Regions from separate parts of the Rattus norvegicus genome. Here region 2 is linked to region 1. Evidence: chromatin contacts called from public Hi-C data. All regions are on one chromosome and are shown on one strand. The core of a region is the stretch at or near the end of the contact, and the rest is flanking DNA. Distances in the headings are between cores, read along the strand shown. Region 1 overlaps Lyn (LYN proto-oncogene, Src family tyrosine kinase). Region 2 has its middle 59 kb from the start of Snord54.

Evidence for each region. A called contact is a pair of places that touch in the nucleus more often than the background predicts.
Region 2: a Hi-C map of liver shows a contact between it and region 1, with 3 times the contacts expected there. The contact joins two enhancer-like sites. A contact is called at or near these places in 2 of 12 Hi-C or Micro-C datasets (the Rat2 cell line and liver).

Annotation. Positions count from the first base shown.
Region 1 is chr5:21,460,278-21,467,375 of GRCr8, reverse strand. All of the region lies in intron 1 of Lyn (LYN proto-oncogene, Src family tyrosine kinase), which reads right to left. Among named protein-coding and RNA genes, the nearest start is that of Lyn, 27 kb to the right of the region's middle. Within about 2 kb of position 4,700, at least 2 of the 93 cell types and tissues checked have an H3K27ac peak or open chromatin away from gene starts, as enhancers often do. A contact at or near this core is called in liver, where this site is marked.
Region 2 is chr5:21,554,978-21,561,391 of GRCr8, reverse strand. No RefSeq gene overlaps it. Among named protein-coding and RNA genes, the nearest start is that of Snord54, 59 kb to the left of the region's middle. Within about 2 kb of position 3,306, at least 3 of the 93 cell types and tissues checked have an H3K27ac peak or open chromatin away from gene starts, as enhancers often do. A contact at or near this core is called in liver, where this site is marked.

The DNA of each region.
Region 1 (7,098 bases), core at 3,451-5,950:
AGGGACTTCCTGAGCATGATCCAGGCATAGTAGTGTGACCAGCGTCTGAGGCACACAGTGGACTTCAGGATTTATACCCTCCCAGCACTCTGATATGAACATGCAGGCCTTTTCGTTGTTCAGATGAGTGGCTTTCTTTCCTTCTTTCTTTCTTCCTTCCTTCCTTCCTTCCTTCCTTTCTTTCTTTCTTTCTTTCATTTTTTTATTGGATATTTTCTTTATCTACATTTCGAATGTATTCCCTTTCCCAGTTTTCCCTCCGGAAACCCCCTATCCCCTCCCCCTCCCCCTGTTTCTATGAGGATGCTCCCCACTCCCACCTACTCCCTTCCACATTCCCACCGTGGCATTCCCCTACACTGGGGCATCAGGCCTTCATGGGACCAAGGGCCTTTCCTTCCATTAATGTTCAACAATGCCATCCTCTGCTACAAATGTGGCTGGAGCCATGGGTTGCTCCATGTGTACTCTTTTGTTGGTGGTTGGTAGATATTGTTGTTCTTCCTATGGGGTTGCAAACACTTCAGCTATTTGAGTCCTTTCTCTAACTCCTCCATTGGAGACCCAGCTCTCAGTTCAATAGTTGGCTGCGGGCATCTGCCTCCGTATTGGGCCAGTGGTCTGGATGGAAGCAGGAGATAAGTTCATGGTGAGTAGTTTGGAGGAGCATCGTACTAAATGCAGCTGACTTCAGGTTTCTAAATTCTCCAGGTCATTAATAGCCAAGTATAACATTCAGGGTATGGGCATGTTTTCTTTAAGAAAACCTTGAAAATAGGTTCTGCTGCTGTCACGGCCATTCAGCTCCACATGCTTCCCAACACCCAAGGCCAGGGAAGGCTTGTACAGCAGCCTCGGCTCTAAGCTCAGCCCGGGAGAAGAACACAAACAGGCAGACCCATGTGTGCGCTAGCCTGGCACTGCATGGTAGGTGAGGGCTTAATACTTCAAATGCTGGTTAATTGATCTCACTTGGGTGGTGTCTGCTTTCCCACCAAGGTAGGTGTAGTGTTCACACAGATGGTGGTCATGTCTGCAGACCACTGTACTGAATCCCTGCTCAGAACCACACACTTACATATAGGTAAAATTAAAAACTTTTCATTTTTTTCCTAGAGTCCAAAAGGCACATGGCAAAAGGCACAGACGCAGACTGTTGTCTGGAACTCACTGTGCTATGTATACAAGCCCAGGTAACCACCTTTTAAACCCAACCACACATTGCTATCACTCATGCTCCCATTGTCTAGTCGTCCTCCCTAGAAGCCCAGTCTCGAGCTCCACACTTATGAAGGTGTATTCATTCCCACATGACTTATGCTGCTGAACAAAAGGCTTGGAATTCAAGGGCGTCTGCCCACGTGAGCATCTTACATGGGCTGACTCACATGATCTCATTTCGGGAATATTTCAAACTCTGTCTAACGTTCTCCCGGTGATTGAAGTCTGATGTCTGTTATGACTGAAGCTAACATTTGTAGCATTCTACATATTTGAGGGCGTGTGCTTTCATTTCTCAAGGAAGGGAATTGGCGGTGAGGACTGGTCTGCTGAGCTTTATGTGCAAATTGCAAAGGTCTTCCAGCAGCAGTCTCTACCTGTTTATATACAGTCTTCCTGCGCCTCTGCCAGGATTATGTCTTGTTCGTTTTTTTGTCAAGGGTGGGGACAGATCAGTGAACAAACATTGAGGGCTACATCCCTTCCTCAGCTGGAGTCTGGATAGGTTGGTTTCATCTTATTTCTTTTCGTTTTTTTAAACATTCATTCATTCATTCATTCATTCATTCATTCATTCATTCATATAACAGGTGTTTTCTGCCAATGAGAGAGAGCATTGATCAGAGTGCAATTTATGGGAGTTGGCTCTCTTTCCACCATGTGTCCTCCAAGGATTGAACTCTAGTCATCAGATTTGGTGGCAAGTGTCTTTACATACCAAGCCATCTCACTGGCCACCTATTTCTTTGTTAAACAATTTTCACATAATGACCGACCCTAGTTCAACCATGTAAAGAACTCACAAAGATCAAGAAAGATCAGCTCTGAGATGGGGAATCTTGTCAACATTCAAGAGCCACATTCACAGTGTGGCTTAGCTATCTCAGTCCTTGATGAGATAGGTACCCTATCTGACATGTAAAAGAAACAAAACGACAGGAAAAACTATAGAGTGATGGAGCTACCAGGGAACTACTTCATGGCTGCCTACTGTGTACATTTCCTCACTCGTGGGCTGCTATGCAGAGTGTAAGCATGCCAAGCCAAGAGCTGCTAGAATCAAGACAAGAGAGCAGGCCTCCTGCTCCGTGACAATTCAGCCCTGAGTAGGACATCCCCAGAGTGACAGAAGCTTTGTGCTTTCCCATTTTGTGCACAAAATGGCCCTAGCAATACCGTCTGTGAGAGTGAGCCTGTCTCACAAAGTGCGCCTCCATCCCACCCAAAACCCAAGGTGTCGTTAGAGGGCAGAGACAACTAGGAAGAACTACAGTGTAGGGGACATTGCCTCACCCTGACCTGAACCTATAAACTAAAATCAAAGCAATAGAGGACCTGGTGGATTTTACTTCAGGTTTCCTGTAGGATGGTTGCTATAATAATGATCCCATATGGCGTTACCATTCTCTGCCCTATTCGGGAGGGGAAGGGGATTAGAATTTATTCACTTCCATTGTGGCTTCATATCTGAACTCAAAGAATAACAGCAAAAGAAACCTGAGCAACAAAGAGCTTGGCAGAAGCATCTTACTAACCATCACTGGTTTCACTGGTCTCCTCCTCCTCCTCCTCTGTCTCCTCCTCCTCCTCCTCCTCCTCTTCCTCCTCCTCCTCCTCTGTCTCCTCCTCCTCCTCCTCCTCTTCCTCCTCCTCCTCTGTCTCCTCCTCCTCTGTCTCCTCCTCCGTCTTCTCCTCCTCTTCCTCCTCTGTCTCCTCTGTCTCCTTCCTTTTCCTCCTCATCTTCTTCATTTCTTCCTCTTCCTTCTTCCTATTCCTCTTCTCCTCCTCCTCCTCTTCCTCCTCCTTTTCTCCTTCTCCTCCTTTTGCTCCTCCTCTTCCTTCTCTTTCTCTTCTTTTCCTCTTCCTCCTCTTCCTCCTCTTCAGTACTTTTTCTTGGGCAATGGTGCGGGATCCCTCTCTGTATGTAGCAAACTACAAAGCTAGCAGTATAAGGCTTGGCACTGGTGGGGTTAACCATGTGGCTCTTGCTGCCTATGGGGTTGGAGATAGAACTGCAGGGTCTCCTATTTGTAGCTTAAATGCTAATTTGGTAGGGGGAGGCCTGCAAGAACTCAGGCTATTGGGGCTGAAGAGATGGGTCAGTGGTTCCCAGCCCCTGAGATACTGGACAGACACGGCTGCAGGTAACTCCAGCTCCAGGGCATCTGATGCCCAGGGACAAGTACCAAGTACACGACCTGACACATCAATCTTTTTCTGTATCCAAGTCAGTGGTCAAAACATTCATACTTATACTGACTTCATTGAGACGAGAAATTAAGCTTTTGCTAAACAAATCATCTGATACCCTAGCAATGAAAGAAAGTGGGAAAATCTAAATATATTGCTCTTTTCTAAAGCAAACTTGTGGCCTTAGTCATTGTTTAACTGTTATCCTTGTCAGAGAGTGACCACTGGTACACGGAGAGATCGGCTACCCAACATCAGTAGTTCCATATATGAGCTGTTTGAGTGTATGCAGCAGTCATGAAATTCACTTCATTTCTTGGGAATAAACTGGTTTTTCTCAGATATCCTATACAGGTTGCACAGATGCCACCAAGAAACCAGGAGGAGGATAAACTATTCAGTTATAAAACCACATAATCTTCCTTTTGCTGATAGCAATCTGTTAAATTAAAATCTAACAACCTCTCAATGTTTAAGATTTTGTAGTACCATTTCCAAATTCCAGTATCAAAGAGCATCTGTCAGGTAGGAAGAAAAAGACAAGCAGAAAACCAGCCAGCCAAGGAGAAAGGTGAAACACACCAAGAAATATTTGTTCCCAATTAATGGTGACAACTGTAATAGGATAGGAACTAAGTTTTTGCTGAAGTCAACATGGGTCACATTGACTAATCACGATGTAGACTCTACTCAACGTTTCAAATTCCTTTTTAATTTCATTGAATTTATTTCTGCGTTTATTTAAATTGTGACCACAATAAGCTGGCACATATTGGCAGAAGCAGAACCATCTTGTGGTGCTGCCCTGCCTGGTTGGAGTGTCTGGGCCTTTGCCTTCCCAAGTCAGCATCTGAACCTCCCATTCTTGTAGCTACACTAAGTCTGAGGGCAGATTCCTGGGTTCAGGTTCCAGCCCCACCTCATTGAGCAACACCACAGTGACACTTTAACCTTATCTGTACACTAGACTAACTTCGCCTATTTCATAAAGGCTCCATGGCCAAATGACTCAAAGCTTGGCTAGTGTTTAGAATAAGAAATGCACACAGGGCATGCTCCAAAAATATTCCCTACCTCCTATTTATTGTGAGTTTTTCAAAAGTCAACTGATAGACGAAAGTCAAGGGCATTGCCTCCTACGTGTGGAAGCACAACGTTTGAGATTGCTGACCCATGTCCCATTTACTTCGTAAGTATCTGTGCATCCCAGCGCCCTCGTCTGTAACACGCTCGAGTAAAACACCTTCTAAGAAACTAGGCATCTAATAGAGTGTGCTCATCTAATAGCTGACTGCTGCTTCACTAGACTTTTGAGTAAAAGTTAATTATTGCTTTATAAGAAGGTAAAACAAACATTCACAATGTTGCGTCATTATAAAAATTTTCCAGCTGAAGAAGAGACTTGTTTTCCTGTCTGTGCCCAATGGATCAAGCCCTGGCTCCCTTCCTCTCTTGTTCCTTGAAGAGTAACCACTCATGGAAGGAGAGAGCTTCGCCTTGACTTTGCATGCATCTCTCCATCAGCTGAGGAGGCGGGAGGCACCCTCAGCGGGGTTCAGGTCCCCTGGGAAGGATGCGAGGAACTAAGAGCCAGGAAGTTTCTTCCACTTCCTAGAGAGACTAAACAACGCAGGGAAACAAATCACCCTGGTGTGAGTGTCTCCCTTGTCCGTCTTCCGTTTGTCCAAACATTCTCTCCCTTTAGCAAACATTTCAAAATACAATGGTGGTTCAAGTCAAAGCATGCATCTGGGTGCAGATCACTACGGTCCTTGCAAAGGGCTTTATTTTGTGCAAATGAGGAAGATGTGAGACATAGGGAGTGGGGAAGAGGATCAGGAGGTCAAGGCTAGCCTGGCCTTATAGGGTAAGAGCCTGCACTTAAAGAAATGAAGGAAGGAAGGAAGGGAGGAAGGAAGGAAGGAAGGAAGGAAGGAAGGAAGGAAGGAAGAAAGAGATAGAAGAAAGAAATTTTGCGATGATGAGGGTTAGACCAGTTATATAAATTATAGTGTTTGCCTAGCGTGCATGAGGACCTAGGTTCAAGTCCCAGTATTAAAAAATAAATAACACTCAAGCACAGTGGCATGTGCATACGGTTCCAGCTACTTCAAGGAATTTGAGAGAGGCCCAGGCAACATAGCAAGACCTTGGCTCAAAAAAAAAAAAAAAATTAGTGCCAGACTATACAGAAAAAAGCCCAGTCCAAAACTTCTGTGGTCTAAATAATTACTAGTTTCTAGTTTCAACAAAAAACAAAAGTGAATGTTTATCTAGCCTCTCTTATGCTTGGACATATCCACAGAAAAACTTCAAAATGAACTTCTATCATTAATTACCAAATCTCTTGTGGCTACAGAAGATGTGGGACAGTGGCTTGCCTAATGCTATGTCTCCGATAGTGAGGATTTGTGCCTCCGACTGTGGAACCGGGTCCTGAGATGGGTGTGTACCTATCTAGTAGACCTCCCTGGTGCTGCCTGTGGAGAAGAAAAGGGCTTTGAAGACCCATCATGCAGTCCTCACTGTATCCTGTGAGAACCCCAAGAAACTGTGGACCAGTCTGTTACTTAGGTGGGGAACCCAAAGCTCACCAATACCTTCCCTAAAGGAAACCTGGGAGGGACATCGGTGCCATCATCTTCACTGCAGGAGTGTACAATAGAATGTGGCAAAAGAAGGTGATCATAGCATAGCCTTCAGAGTTAAGTTTGCGACAGAGGGCATTGCTCCAAAGTAGAGAATGAACCCTGGGTTCCATGTCCAACATCACATAAGAACTGAAAACTTGGTTTCTCCTGCAAGGCTCCCTCCTAGTGGTATTTGTTCTGAGGTAGGCCGCACAGCCATCTTAAAGGATGAGGGCGATCAAGAGACAAGAGACTTAATTGGCTTAATGGAGGACATGGTAAGAGTTTTCCCCATGCTCCCAACAAGGTTTCCAGAAACTGCAATATAAATCGGACCCCCAAAGTCTGCAAAGTTAAGTGAGTTACAATAGAAATAGTTCAATTTGAAAAACACCAGACCCTGTGAACAAATCATTGAAAGCATTTGCCTGGAGTTTTCCAGGCTCAAGGGATCTTTAAGTCTTGACCTACAGGTAAGACAAGAGCCATCACACCTGGCTTATATAAAACAATGTAAAAGTTGACTGAAGGAACAAAGCCAGGAAAAATATTGCTATTTCTTAGCATCAAGTCTATATTCTTCTTTTGTTATTCTTTTCAAAAGTAAAATAACTATTTGCTGATTACGATGGTCAACAAGTTGACAGATTTTAAGAATCACCCAGGTAACACACCCCAGGGAGGGAGTTACCAGAGGCTTGATTGAGGAGAGAAGACCTTCTCTGTCTGTGAGAAGGTCTCTCCATGTGCTGCAGTGCTGAACTGAATGAAAAGGGGAAGTGGAGGAAAGCATTCATCCATCACAACCAGAGTTCCCTCACTCCCTCACTCCCTCCCAGCCACACCCTTCCCCTCACAGTGGGCAGGCTAACTGTGGGGCAAGTTAAACCATCTCTTCCTTAAGTTGTGCCCCTGAGTATTTTATCATGGCAATAAGAGCAGTAATGAACACATCGACGATAAAAAGCTATTTTGGGCAGCTGGAGAGATGTTTCAATGGGTAAAAGCACTTACTGTTCTTGCAAGGGACCCCAGCATTTCCTAACCCATGTCAGGC
Region 2 (6,414 bases), core at 2,057-4,556, 95 kb before region 1:
GATTCTGCACAGGAACTCTACCGCTGAGCTATGTCTTGCAAGTAGTTATTTAAGGCTTCTTGCCTTGTTTTGCATATTTAAGATTTCTGAAGGTCACACTGGGTTAGATTATATCAGTATTTTAAAGCTCTTGATACACAATTAGGTTTTACAAAATTGACTAAACGGCACGAGGCTAATGCACAGAAAGGAAGAAAATGATATATCTAGATTATACAAATAGCAAAGGGGTTTGGCTGAGAATGTAAACAAAATTGGTTGATTCATGAAGAATACATTCTTTCTAGAAACAATAAATCTAACTCAGATCCTGGATACCTAAAATATGGGCTCCTTAAGGGCAGCACAGTCACCACTCTCTTGGCAATGATGACCTCCCATTTTTCCCTCAGGCCTCTGCTTAATTGTACTGCGTTCTTTTACCCAATGGGTTCAATTAGCATAGGTGCTGGGCCTACCAGAGAATGACGACAGCTGATAGGAACAAAAATGGAGTCCTAGCTCTTTTCAAACCCTCTCACCAACAGAGAAGCAAGAAGCAGGATTCCTCTCATTGCAGCTGTAAACCTGTAACTTCCCGGAAATTGCCCCAGAAGTCCCACTTACAGGGAAAGAACACCCTCTGAACACGATGTGCAACCGTAAAGGCTTCTGCTTTTATTCTTTCAGATTTAAATTCTAATCGTGCTTGTCAAGGAAAGGAGGGGAAAAGATTTCTTTGCAGCCTTTTTAGATGTAACTTGCGAACCACCTAAATAATATTGATGACTAGTTAATTGTGACTCCACTGGCCTATACTAGGCTGTCCTTAGGCACCCCTCTTCCTCCTAACCCTTGTGTTTAAGTCTATGCTAAATTATCTTTAATTAAAGCTCCAAGTGTGCTTCGTGTACACCTGGAAGTCGTTTTTACCGTTGTTTTGTTTTTCTTTTGAGTCAAAGATGTGAATCTCGGTTTGGCCCCGAGTTGAGGTTCTGAGAGGTTAGGGGAGGTGCTCCCCATTCTGCTTAGGGTGACAGCATGGAGCTGTCTACGTCTCCTCACCGCTGACGCTCACGTGTTCAGCAAAGACGATGACAGTGGTCACCGTAGCTTTAAGGGTGTGTTGGGAAGGTGAGGTTTATGCCTAGATAATCGTCATATATCAGCTTTCCCTAGCACCCATCCAACATGGTGCCTGCTCTACGGCAGGTGATTAGTAAATATGACTGATTTAGAGAGCGAGTCAATGAGATTCTAGTGTCTTTATTCTCGTGGTTGACAATAAATTCATTCCTGTTTTTGCTTCCCAAATTCTGGTTTCTTTAAGAGAAAGAAATGGCTTCCAATAACAGCTTCAGCAGCAGCATAAGACAATTTGGACTGCGGGTGTGGTTCAGGGGCCAAGAATTGATACAGCACGTCCAAGGCCTGGGTTCAATCTAACACTGCATAAACAAACAACAACAAAACCAGGAAACTCTTCAAGGACTATAAGAACAAACATCAGGGAGAGTTTGTCTCTAGGAAGCAGCAACAGCAACAAAAAGAATCCCGTCTCCTAACTATTTTATGTTAAACATAGCTTGACCTTGGCGTGCCTACACGTCCCTTAGAATCAAAAAATGGAAACCATCTTTCTTGACAGAATTGTAGCCAGATGTGTGTATGTGCCCACAAATGTAGCTAAGAGCTTGAGTGCAGAATGTATTTTTATATCATGAGATTCAAGATGTGTTTGGTTGTCCTCTGCCAGGAAACAGTTCTCCTGATGCTGACCCACTGCTGAAGTAGCTGTGGGGTCCAGCAGGGCCTGGCTTGGCGTGACATGTGCTTAGGGTGCCTGAGGAGTCTCTGGAGTTATGCTGCTATGCTGCCCCCCTCCCTTATTTTTTTTAAAATTTCATTTTATTTTGCACGTGTGAGTGCTTTGCCTGTACATGCATCCCTGGTGCCCATGGAGGCCTGTAGAGGGCATCAGATCTCTAGGAACTGGAGGTACAGTTGTCACTTATGTGAGCACTGAACAAAGGTCCTCTGGCGCTCTTAATGACTGACTGCCTTAGGGTTTTACTGCTGTGAACAGACACTATGACCAAGATAATACTTTTTTTTTTTTTAAGATTTATTTCTTTCATGTATGGGAGTATACTTCACTGTGTTCAGACACACCAGAAGAGGGCATCAGATCCCCATTACAGATGGTTGTGAGCCACCATGTAGTTGCTAAGAATTGAACTCAGGACTTCTGGAAGAGTAGTCAGTGCTCTTAACCACTGAGCCATCTCTCTAGCCCGATCAAGGCAATTCTTATAAGGACAACATTTAATTGGGGCTGGCTTACAGATTCAGAGGTTCAGTCCGGTATCATCAAGGGGGAAACATGGCGGCAGCATCCAGGCAGGGGTGGTGCAGGAGGAGCTGCAAGTTCTACATCTTCACCTGAAGGCTGCTAGCAGAATACTGATTTCCAGACAGCTAGGATGAGGGTCTTAAAGACCACACCCACAGTGACACATCTACTGAAACAGGGTCACACCTTCTAACAGTGCCACTCCCTGGGTCGAACATATACGAACCATCACAGTTACTGAGCCATCTGTCCTTGTCCCTCATTTTGATGCTTTTTGCTTATGTCGGTTGGTCCGAACTGTCTGTAGGCTCACAAGCAGCAGCGAGTGCAGCCTCTGCATGTGCATTCACTGTTTCCTGCTTACTAAGGCCTCCCACCACACTCAGTCTGTGTGGTTTTGTATATGTGTGTGGGGAGGCATCCTTTTTACCTTCTTTTCTGGTACTTTACAGAGATGACTGGGACTGAGGGGGCTAATTCAGGTGCTAATTCACATAGGGTACTAGGGACTAGTCCTAGGGTCTCATGCATGCCTGACAAGTGTGCTTAGCCTTGCACGATGATTTGGATGACAGCCTTTTCTACTTACTATGACCAACTTTTTCCTACTTACTATGTCTTGTTCCTGCTTTTGCGTGTTCTCCTCTTTGCACTTACCTGTGTCCAAATTCCCTCTTGTTACATGGACCTCAGTCTTACTGATTTAGACTACACGTCTACAACATCATTTATCCTATTTCTGTAAAAACTCTAGATCCGACTACAGTCGCACTGAGGTATTGGGAGTAAAGATTTCACCATATAAATTTGGAGCTGAAGTTCAGCCCATAATACTCTTGGGAAATAGAGAATATGAGCCAGCATTGGTTTTATTAAAAGGAAAAGAAGCCACATTGACAGTGTAGAGATCAGTTAGGAACAGACTCAGCCCTACTAAAGCAGGGGCATAGTCTAAAATTGGGTTGTTTGGCTGCCCTCCCAGTGTTGGACATAGCACATAGAGATGGCCTGATTAAGTTGTACACAGTTTTATTGGCCTCCCTTGGCCTTTGAACCTTTCTAAGCCTGAATTTATTCACAGCCTATCTGTGGTGGTTTTAATGAAAATGGCCCCCATAGGCTCATAGGGAGTGTTGGTGTTTAAAAGGCTTAAGGTGCCAAGCCAGACAAAGGCCTTAGGAGGAAGCCAGTCTGCCCACAACTTGATAATCGCATCTGGCCTCTTAGTGGTGAGAAATCTATTTCTTTGAAGTCACCCAACTGAAATGACAGCCTTCGCTAAGGCCGCTTGGCAACTACCCTTGGTGGGAGGCCTGTATCTAATTCACATTCTTTACACCTGAAGCGTTCAGAAAGCTGAGACAGGCTTCGATTCCGAGGCGACCAGAGTACACTTCCAAAGCTTGGTGGTGTATGGCACATTTGGTATTCTCTGAGAGCAACTGTGGAGAAGGCCTAGGAAGGAGGTGCCTGCTGGAGCCCCGTGGCTGGCCTTCTGGTGAGCCAGCTGACAGGTCACTGTGGATGTCAGATGCTTTGTCTCCGTCACAATGACTTCATCTTCTCTGCCATCGTCTTCAGGTTTGAGTCCACAGCTTCTGTGATGTTAGCATTGCTGCCTGCCTGCCTGCCGCACAAACAGAGCTGCCTCTGTCTTCCCTACAGTTTCTAATCAGGATACACCCTCCTTCCCTCCCAAGTGCCTTCCTGGGTGCTGGGGTGTGAATCAGGGCAGTCTTATTTCTATTCCAGAAACTTTGGTTCTTCTTTGGAGTGTGCAAACACTGTCTCACTCTGCCTGTTTGTACTGTACCCTCTCCCCTCAACCTACTGCTGTCTTTGACTCTGTGCTTCAGCTTGCATTTTAATTCTCTGTTCCCGAAGCTTTGACCTCTGGGGCCTTTGTGATCTTAGAGGGAAGGTCTTTCCCGGGGCCAGTGCTTCAAAAGAACCCCACACCTCCCCTCAACTCCAGCTCGTCTTTAATATGCAGACCAACTATCCAGGAATTTATGCCATTTTCTACCTGTCCTACCCACCCAGGGCTGAGTAGTAGACAGTCAGGAATCATCCCCATCAGTCAGAACTGACTGCAAAGATTCAAAGTAGCCAGTTCACAGCCTTTCCCTGTTGCCTGGACTTCCTACAGATGCTCAGATTTGCTCTGCCTGACAATGTTGTTGCAGTGCATGCTGTAGACATGGGAGGCTCCTCAGTCAGGTGGTGCTGCCACCTCATGGTCTCTGTAAGGCCCACTCCTAACTTGGACTTCTCTGAACCATGGTCTGACCCAGGTTTCTTGGCTTCTAAGCACCTGCCTTGCAGCAAGTCTCAAAGAGGTACACCATCGCTGCCACTCTAGGGCCTTGTCTGAGTTGGGAGACCCAGTGAGCCACTGTAAGGAGCCTGCCAGGAAGTTCAGAAAGGCAGGGTCTGTCTTTGATGTGTCCCATCCCTCTCTGTGCCTCTTCCCTTGCTGCTGTCTTGTCCCTGAAGCTCCTCTTCCTCACATTGTATGCCCGAGCTGTCCCTTTTCTGGTTCTATCTTGTCCTTGCTGTGCTTTTCACCACTAAGCAGGCAATATTAAGGCTAAATGTTTCTGTCCCCAATACATCCACTGTGGTTTCCTCCGCAGGGAAGTGTCTGTTGAGACAGTGCAGAATGAATAGCAGGGAGGAAGCTGGCCCAAGGTCATCAGAGTAGGAGAGCTGACCCTGCCCTCACCTGCTGCAACACTTTGGAGAGCGGGTTCTACACCTTGACTGGGCAGCACAGTGGAGTTGGCCCTGGACATGGGGGTTACGGGTGAGCCAGCCTGAGGGTGTGAGCACAGGAGAGCTGGTTCTGCCTCTTGTCTGCTCTATGGTAGTGCAGGAGAGATGCTCTCCTTCCCTTCCTCATCACTCAACACCTATGGCAAGCAGGAGAACAAGCCTATACCTCACCTGCACAGCAGGGTAGAGCTGGCCCTGGTTGTCGGGGAGGGGGAAGTGAGGAGGGTAGGCTTGAGGTCAGGAGAGCAGGAGAGTCAATGGGCTGAGGAGTTCAGATTTCTCTAAGGCCCAGATCCAGAGCTTTGCATTGGCCACTCCAACGTCTACCCCATTGAAGAACTGCTGGGGTACATGAAGGGACCAGGCCTATAGATCCCAAACTATAGGATCTCCATGACACAGAGCAACAATAGGATATCCAAGAGAAGTCCCAGTGAGTTCCAGTATTGATAAGAGGAGCAGAAGCCAGAGGCCCCACCCCAGACTAAGGAGTCATTGCAATGAACACGTGTAAGCAAAGAAGTGTGAACAAAAGAGTGTACTGTGGGACACACTATGGCAGACTACAGCTTCCACAATAAGATACTTTTCTCTGTTTTAGGGGAGGCTACAAGGGTGGAGGGCAGGTATGAGTGGAGGGAGAGATGAGTGGGATGGAGGTGCATGATGTGAAATTGACAAAGAACAAATGGAAAGTTACAAAAAAAAATCTGAAATTGAAAATCCAAATGACTCCAGAAGCTAAGGGATAAGACTAAAAGTAAATAGAACTCAGCTATCCTTGTTTTCTGATGTGGCGTCTCCTCTGGCGCACATAAGCTCTGTAGAGTTTGACAATCTAGATGATTCCAATTGTCTTTCCAGTATCCTAGAGATGAATGCCATGGGGACTGCCACTGTCATTTCCACACTCAGGGAAGGGCAGTGATGCTGTGGCCATCCTAGTAACATGCCTCTCTGAAGCACCTAACAGATTTCCGAGAGCACAGGACACAGGCTCGGTGGAGTTCCTGAGCAGTTAAAGGCCCCCCAGGCCTGATTACTGGAGTTACATCTCTGGAACCAAGAAAAGTTGGAAGAAGACAACAAAGTTGTCGACGTGCAAGCATGGCCCTTGTTCCCTCACACATCACACATACTCTCGTGTGCAAACACACGCACATCACATGCGCACACACACACATACACACATATGCACACATGCATCACACGTCAAACACATTTATACATTCACATGTATATGTACACACACACACACACACACACACACACAAAGCACAGGGAACTAAATTGGAAAACTTTCTATA